2 separate regions of the Hordeum vulgare genome follow, and region 2 is linked to region 1. A link is a contact called in public Hi-C data. All regions are on one chromosome and are shown on one strand. Each heading gives the region's core, a stretch centred on a gene start, on an enhancer-like site or on the middle of the called end of the contact. The rest is flanking DNA. Distances are from core to core; before and after follow the strand shown. Region 1 holds the start of LOC123410522. Region 2 has its middle 75 kb from the start of LOC123409244.

Region 1 (3,994 bases), core at 410-2,909:
ATTATCATGCTAGTATGGCGCATTTGGCAGCTACGCAACGACCAAACTCATGGTAAGGAGATACCGCCAGTTTCTTCTCCGGTGGAATTCCTGGACAGTTATTATAAATCCATTAAGTTAGCAGGACGTTATTCGGTGGATGACATTCTGAAAGGTAAAATGCCATCTTCGGCAATTCAGATAGTTCTGCCCAGGAGGGAGGCTCCTTCCTTGCCTTGGTCGGCGCCGAGTCCAGGATATGCTGCTCTGTCAGTTGATGGATCATTTCAGGAGTCAGATAGCTCGGCGGTCGCCGGTATGGTTCTGCGAGATCATGAGGGACAGATCATTTTTGCTGCATACCGGGTCCTGTTTTATTGCAACGATGCCCTGGAAGCTGAAATTCATGCGCTGATGCAAGGTATGGCCTTGGCAATCCAACACACGGATCTTCCAGTCGTCGTCCAGTCGGATTCTTCAGAAGCCTTAGCGAGCCTATCGAGCAATGCTTTAACTCGCTCAACTTATGGTCATTTGGTCCGAGAGATTAAGGAGTTGATGAGTAACAGGGAGTTTGTACCTCAGAAAATTTATCGCACTCAGAATAGAGTTGTCGATCGGTTGGCCAATTATAGCCGTTCTGAGCGAACTACAGTTGTGTGGTTGCGTTCGGTTCCACCTTGTATTGAGGGTTTGTGGCCTCTCGACTGTAACACTATGACATCTTAATAAACTCCCTTTATCCCGCAAAAAAAAAAAGAATTCCCTTAGCAACATGTGGATTAGTGGATACCGGAAATGGAAGGTACAAGGCCGACAGAAATTTGCAGAATAACATCGTATCTCGCGTGTATGTCCTTTTTGCACGCGTGTAAGAACATCTCTAACAGAGGCATTAAATAAATCACGTGCTTAAAATACATGTTATATGACGTACCTACGGACGAAACCAACGCTCCAGCAGCCATGTAATAATGTCACGCGCGGTAAAAAACGTGTCAACATGCTGGGAAAAACTGCATCACGCATGGTTTACTTGTTACGTCCGTTTCAGCATGGTGGACAAACCAAACTTGCGCGTGAACCACCAACCACCGGATCTGAAACATCTCGGTGTCAGCGCCTCCACCCGCTCTTCCCGTCGGTGCTTTCCTTGCCTCTTTCCAACGCGCCGCCGCCCCCGCTGCCGCTCCTGGTGGTCGCCGTTGCTTGCTCTGCCTATTCTCCTTGTCGTCGTCCATTGAGTGCTCCGTTCCTCCACAGAACGGTGCCCGATGGTCGTCTGCAGCTTGGCGCCCATTAAGTGTTTGATAAAAAATCTGACAATAGTAATTGTACTATTTATTGTTGGTTTATTTTGTGTATGTTTGATTTTTTGGTTTTATGTTTAAGTGAAAAATGTATTTATGCTAGATCGCACGTTGTGTAAATTTAACATTGCGCTACCTGCAACGTGCTAAATTTTACAGCTAGCTACCACACGTCTACGAGCGCGCTAAAACGCTACATCAACGTGAAGAAAAAATCTAACATGTCTGTTGAAAATGCTCTAAGCTCCGGCCACGTACCCTCGTGTTGCCGGCCAAAAGAGCGCGTGGTTCCTCAGCATCACCGCCACCTTCCGTCCGCATTGCTCGCTCCGCTCCATTAGCTGCACGCACGGATGCAAAGCGAAAGCCACTACTTGGTCCAAGCTGAACTAACGGTTTCGCTCCAGCCGATAGGGTCCGGAGCGAGCGGTCACGCCGGCCGACCTCGAATTAACTCGCGACCACGCAACGACACGCGCAGCAGCAGCAGCAGGCCGAATAAAAACTTGCTTAGCGCCCGGTGCAGCGCACCGGTGCATACCGATCCTTTGCCGCCCTGTTCCCTATAGCCCGGTCGATCACGACATGCTAAAGCGGAGGTAGCGGCAGCCTTCGATCGCCCTCACGTCACGCCGTCGCCGTCGTCCTCTTCTTTGTGGAGCTTCCACTTCTCGAGCTTGCTCGATCGCTGATCGCTTTTGCCCGCGGCGGCGTGCGTCAAGACTCACGAGGGGCGGCCGGAGGAGGGAGGGGAGGGATCGGTCGGCATGCATCAGATAGGGAGCGGCATGTACGTGTCCGGCCGGGCGCCGGACAGGAGGCGGGAGCGGCAGCTATCGTCGGGGTCGGTCGCCACGCCGCCGTACACCGGCGGGGACCTGTCGCGGTCAGGGGAGCTGGGACGGATGTTCGACGTCGCCTCCTCGGCGTGGCAGTCGCAGGCGCCGTCCCCGGCCTCCTCCTCGCGCCGCAGCTCCGGGCACCTCCCGCTGCCGCCCAGGCCAGCCCCGTCGCCCTCGGCGTCCGGGCCGCTGTCGCAGCTCTCGCACTCCGGCCTCCTCGTGGGCCCGTCGCCTCCCGCCGCGCCGTCGCCGGCGCGGGGAGGGTCGTGGAGGAAGGCGAGCAGGAGGCGCGCGGCCGCCATGGAGGAGGCGGCGCCCGTCGTGGCGCGCGGGAGCACGAGGCTCGGCGTCCCGTTCGCGTGCTACGTGCTGCTGCTCGTGGCCGCCGCGGCCGGAGTCGGCGCCGGGCTGTTCTTCCTCGTGGCGTGGCGCCGGTGGGAGGCGCTCGCGGCTGCGGGCGGCGCCGTGGCGGCAGCCGCGGCCGTGCTCTCCTGGAACTTTCTGCGGTGCGCGGCGGAGGCGGAGCGGTTCTTCCGGCTGTCCCCCGACACGGTGTTCGACCAGGGGGACATGCCCATCGGCGAGCTCGTCAAGATCACCGGGGTGAGCCACCGCCTCATACCTCTCTGTTCTGCTCACCTGCAAAATCCATTATCGCTACGCTGAGTGATCAATGATCAGACACCGTTTATTCAGTCGTTTGCCAAGAACTTGCATGCCGATTTAATTGCTTAGCATCGTGATCGAATATAGCTAGAGCGTGCCATAATCCAGCTTTCAGAGGCGTCTGCTGAAGCTTAGCTCGGCAGCAAGCGACGCATATGCCAATCTGATCGGGCAGCCCAAACTGCTGGAGCTGCTTTGCTTGCGTTTGGCAAGCGTCGGAGGCTGTCAAACTGGGGCTTAAGCAACATGTGGTGGTCAATGGCTTCCCTGCCATGCATTACCTCTGGTGGAACACAAGCTACCTGACCACTTTTGCTTCACCAAGGCACACCGCATGGCTAATTTACTCTGCAAGCATTAGCAAGAGATAATTACAGAGAAAAACGATGCTTAACATTACACCGTGTTGCTGCTGAACTTATATTCGTGCCACGTGTTCTGATGTTTCATGATCGCCGTGCCGTGCTTTGCGTTGCAGCAAGTGACCTGCGGGCGGGTCCCCGTGGGAGCCTGCTTCCACGACGCCGCCCGGTGCGTCTTCACGTCGGTCCGGGTGTACGGCCGCCGTGGGTGGGCGTGGGCCTGCTGCTGCTCACGGTGGCAGCTCAGGCACGCCGAGGTCAGTCAGTCACTCAGTCAGGCTCTGCCACCCTCGTAAATCAGTTGGCACCGATGGTCTACGGGGCGCAGTGCTGACGGAATGTGTCTTTTGACCCTGGCAGGCGCGGTCGACAAACTTCTACATCTCCGACAGGAACTCCGGGAGGAGGTTCTACGTGCGCGCCGGAGAAGGCGCCAAGATCACCTGGATGATCAACCGGAAAACCATCCGCTTTGACGGCGGCGACGGCAGCAAGGGCGCGTCGCGGAGCCTCAAGAGCTGGGCGGCCAGCACCGGCGTGTCCTGCGACGGCGCCGTGCGCGTCGAAGAAGGGTAATAAGGCATTCGTGGCTCAGCTTCAGAGCACGGCTGACATACATATCATATGCGCAGTCACATGTTGAGCAAAACTGCAACCAACTGGCTTGACAGGTTCGTCAGGGAGGGGGACACGGCGAGCGTGATCGGCGTGCTCAAGAGGCACCACGCCTTCAACGTCGTCGACGCGCCGGACGGCGTGGTGGCCACCGGCCGCCAGCCGGCGAGGTGCATGTTCCCGGTTCTCGTCGAGGGGCTGGTGCTCATCGGCAGCGACG
Region 2 (3,869 bases), core at 1,059-3,558, 290 kb after region 1:
AGTTGCCTATCTCTGAAACATATTGTTAGGAAACTCACTAATTATGGTAGGCAACTTAGAGATGGAGCTAGTTAACTTGGTAACTATGGTAGCCAACATAGAATGACTTCCGACTAACACGCACACATACTATGAAAACCAAGAGGAGGTTGCTTTTCTATACCACTAAAGTTGACTCCATAGCACCTAACATTGCTCCCAAAAAAAGTTCATCAGAACCTATCCATATAAGATATATTTTTGAAGAAATCACCGTGAGAATCCTAACGGTGAAAATATACCTAAATTTTGATACTCGAATCAAAAGTTAAAGCCCTTTACAAGAAACTGAAGGTAAAAAATGCATGCCACGATTGGTTTCTTTGGCTTCATGGGGACGGGGAACAAGTGCTTTACTTGGGTAATGTGAGAACAAGACAGGTCGCTGATTGACTGTTATGACAAGTTTGTTCGGGTTAACTAGGGAGAGCATGGGCGCCGCATAGCCATGTCCATCAAGTATAGTATTTTCCGAACATATTGGCTTATTCTTCTTTAGATGGCAATTATTTGTCTCACATCTAACTCCTGAACTTTCCGATGAAACCTTTAAGATTCACGTTCTTTTGTAGCATGCACTCTAAACTTTTCAATGAAATCCTTTAAGATCTTATATAGTGTGCGCTCTAAGCTTTTCGATGAAAACCTTTAAGATTCATATTCTTTTGTAGTGTGGGCTTGCCTAAGACCTTTGTTTCACACTAGGTTGTTCTGTGCGTAATCCGGTTGTCCAATTTCCTAGATAGGCATTTGTGCTCCTACGTGAGTGTACGTATGGGTAGTTGATTTTTTTCATTTTCTATGGGTGGTAAAGTTTTGCTTGTTTCTTTATGGGTTTATGTGTTTTTCTCATTTCCATTCCTAGACAAAAAATTGTCATGAAAAAATATAGACAAAAAAGTTAGTTTTGGGCAGGTGGTGCCCCCCTCTCATATATGTTTGCTTCAGTATTTTCTATATATTCGATAATTTTTTCCATCAAGTTCTGTTCGATTTTAAAACTTTTATTTCTACATAAAAACAACACAAAGGAATATCTGTTGAAGACGTCATTCCGGATTAGTTTCATTCAAATCATGTAAACTAGAAGCTAAAACAAGAACAATTATGTTTGGAAAGTAAATACGATGGAGACGTATCAGCGTGTTGGAGTTGCTCTTAGGCTAACTTCTGAAAAGCGACCCTGTTCTGTCTGCACGTGTCTGTTTAGGTGCAAACGAAAAAAACCCATACCACTATTTTGTCTGTTTTGTATCCGTTCGACCCCATTTTCCGGATCAAACTTGCTCGCAATTTGGTTCTGAAACAAACATAAACCTTTTCTTTGCCCCCATTTTCGGTTGTGTCTGCTGCATGCAGATGGTGGTCCGTGTGTCATCCAAACAAAAGGGACCTACCATCCACCCACTGCTCTCTCTCACCTTTTCACCCACCACGCAAGGCCGGCACCAGCGGCGAGGCGTGGTTGCGGCGAGGTGCGGCAACAACCCTGTTGGGCGAGCATGGGGCGCTCAAGCACTCGGGAGAGCACGAGCGAGCGGGCGGTCGCGATAGGCGCGCTGGCAGGCGGTGACCAGGAGCACGTGGCGCTCACTGGTCCTTCATGCGCACACCAAAGGCCATCAGGAGCTCTCTTGTGCGTGCCTCGACCCGAGTCATGGAGGAGTTGTTGTGCTTGTGCTCGTCGTCGACGCCGACGGGCTATGCGTGTTGTGTTCGACAAAATGCCAAAGCTAGGGAGTATTTTTTAAGATGAATCAGCGGTGTTAGACACATACATGATGTTAAGGCCCTATTTGTTTAAAGAGTTGTAGGATTTTTTTTTAGTTTCAACTAAAAAGTCCCTAGTCCCTACCTGTTTGGTTCGAGGGACTAAACATGGACTAGTTGTTATTAAATGACATGCTAAAAGATCATGTTACCCCTAAAGGTTATTAAATGACATGTTAAAAGTAGGGGCACTGTTGGAAAAAGTCCCCAAAAGTCTTAAAAAAGACTCTTTGGACTTCTTTCTTTAGTCCCAAATGCTCACTTTTAGTCCCTAAAAGTCTGTCCTGTTTGATTTAGATGAGACTAAAAGAAACTTTTTTTAGTCCTTAATCAAAAAATCCCTATAAACAAACACCCCTAACAAAAAAGAAAAACACATTTTTTAACGCAATTGGATGCAAAACGGAGAAAACGAGGGTCCGTTTTGCTCACGTGTGTTGGATTGGCTGCGGGAAAAACCGCGGCTTGACCTTTCCCAATTTTCCCCAGCTACCACCCGGAGCCCAAACCCCTCCATTCGCACCTCCCTTCCCCCCGCGGTTTCTAGATGACCCGAGAAGCGATGCGGAAGAAGGCGAAGGCCGTGCCGGAGTGGCTCAACAGCCCGCTCTGGTCGACCCCGCCGCTCGCCTCGACCCCCGCTGACCCCTTCGGCACCGACTTCTCCCCGCCGCCTGCCCCGTCCCCCAAGCCGCCTCCTTCCGTTCCGCCGCCACCGATGCGCGAGCAGGCGGTCGATTCCTATGCTGGCCGCGAGGGAGAGATACGAGAAGACGACGGCGCCGGCGCTGCTCTCCGGGCGCACTTGCTTGCCGACTTCAAGGCCGCGGTGGGTGTGAGGATTTCTGTTTCTGTTTTGGGGCCTGCCGTTCCCGTAGGTTTGATCTGTGTTTGGGTTCTAACCATTTTGCCTTTCTGTGTTCGTCCGTTGATGCAGCTGTCTAAGAAGGTGGTGAACATGGGGGAGCTGCGGAGACTCGCCTGCCTTGGCGTGCCAGATGGCGGCGGCACGGACGTACGACCGCTTGTGTGGAAGGTCCTCACTCATCTCTGATGCTGCTACCACTTCATTTTTCCCCAATTTATGGGTGTTCGAAGTTTTGGTTGTTTGGAGCTGTTATTTGTAGCAAATTTGGAGGTTTACGAGCCAATTTTGAAAGGTATGGAGTAGGAAACAGAAGAACATTTACAAGGGTACTACGAATATTTAGTTATCAGAGATAACCTAGAAATGAAGGATAAGACTGGCTTTATTGTTAGTGTGTATAATTAGCCAATATTAGCCAACAGTACATGAAATTTAGGTTTGCCCTGCTTTACAGTCTGTTGTCCTAAGGTAAAATGGTTGGGGACTGGTTGCTCCTGTAAACCAACCTTTACTCCCTTCGTTCCTAAATATAAGTCTTTTTAGAGATTCCACTATGAACTACATACGTATGTATACTTTAGAGTGTGGATTCACTCATTTGGCTCCGTATGTAGTCTGTATTGGAATCTCTAGAAATACTTACATTTAGGAACGGAGGGAGTAGTGTTTTTTGTTAATTCCGTATAAGAGGTGCGTCCTCATTTATATTCTGTAAGGCATACTGTTGTCCAACTATGCTGGAAGCTTATTAAGATCCTGTGATTATTACACAACTCTCATTCTGTAGTTGCGATTCTGCCACGGATGTGCACAGAACCCTTTGTTTTGTTATCTACTTAGTTCCATACCGTTGCAGTTCTGTCATGGATGTGCACAGAACCCTTTGTGTTGTGGTCTACTTACTTCCGTGCTTTATGCTGTACAAGGTTCTCACTTGTATTCTTTAACAGTGAACACTTTGCTCTCAGTCTTATTTATGTCCTCTTATGTTCGTGCAAATTTTTTGTGTCCACCTGAAATTGTTGTGCTAAGAGCAACTCTAGCACCCCGCATAACGCCGGCCCGCAAAACGCGTTTGCAGTTCGTGCAAAACCACTTTTGCGGGCCGGCGCGGGGTGGCACAGATGCAGACCCCCAAACGGACCCGTATAAAATTATATTCACCGAATATGCTTTTTTACGGGTCGGCTTC

The links. Hi-C and Micro-C count contacts between places; a contact is called where the count stands out from the background.
Region 2: a contact with region 1 is called in a Hi-C map of leaf, with 2.4 times the contacts expected there. The contact joins the enhancer-like site here to the promoter of LOC123410522 in region 1. A contact is called at or near these places in 2 of 6 Hi-C or Micro-C datasets (leaf and seedling).

What each region holds. Positions count from the first base shown.
Region 1 is chr7H:541,213,031-541,217,024 of MorexV3_pseudomolecules_assembly, forward strand. It overlaps LOC123410522, which reads left to right and starts at 1,660. Exons shown (of 4, transcript XM_045103469.1): 1 at 1,660-2,734; 2 at 3,276-3,416; 3 at 3,520-3,731; 4 at 3,831-3,994. The coding sequence starts at 2,057.
Region 2 is chr7H:541,500,348-541,504,216 of MorexV3_pseudomolecules_assembly, forward strand. No RefSeq gene overlaps it. Among protein-coding and RNA genes, the nearest start is that of LOC123409244, 75 kb to the right of the region's middle. Within about 2 kb of position 2,309, at least 3 of the 3 cell types and tissues checked have open chromatin away from gene starts, as enhancers often do. A contact at or near this core is called in leaf and seedling, where this site is marked.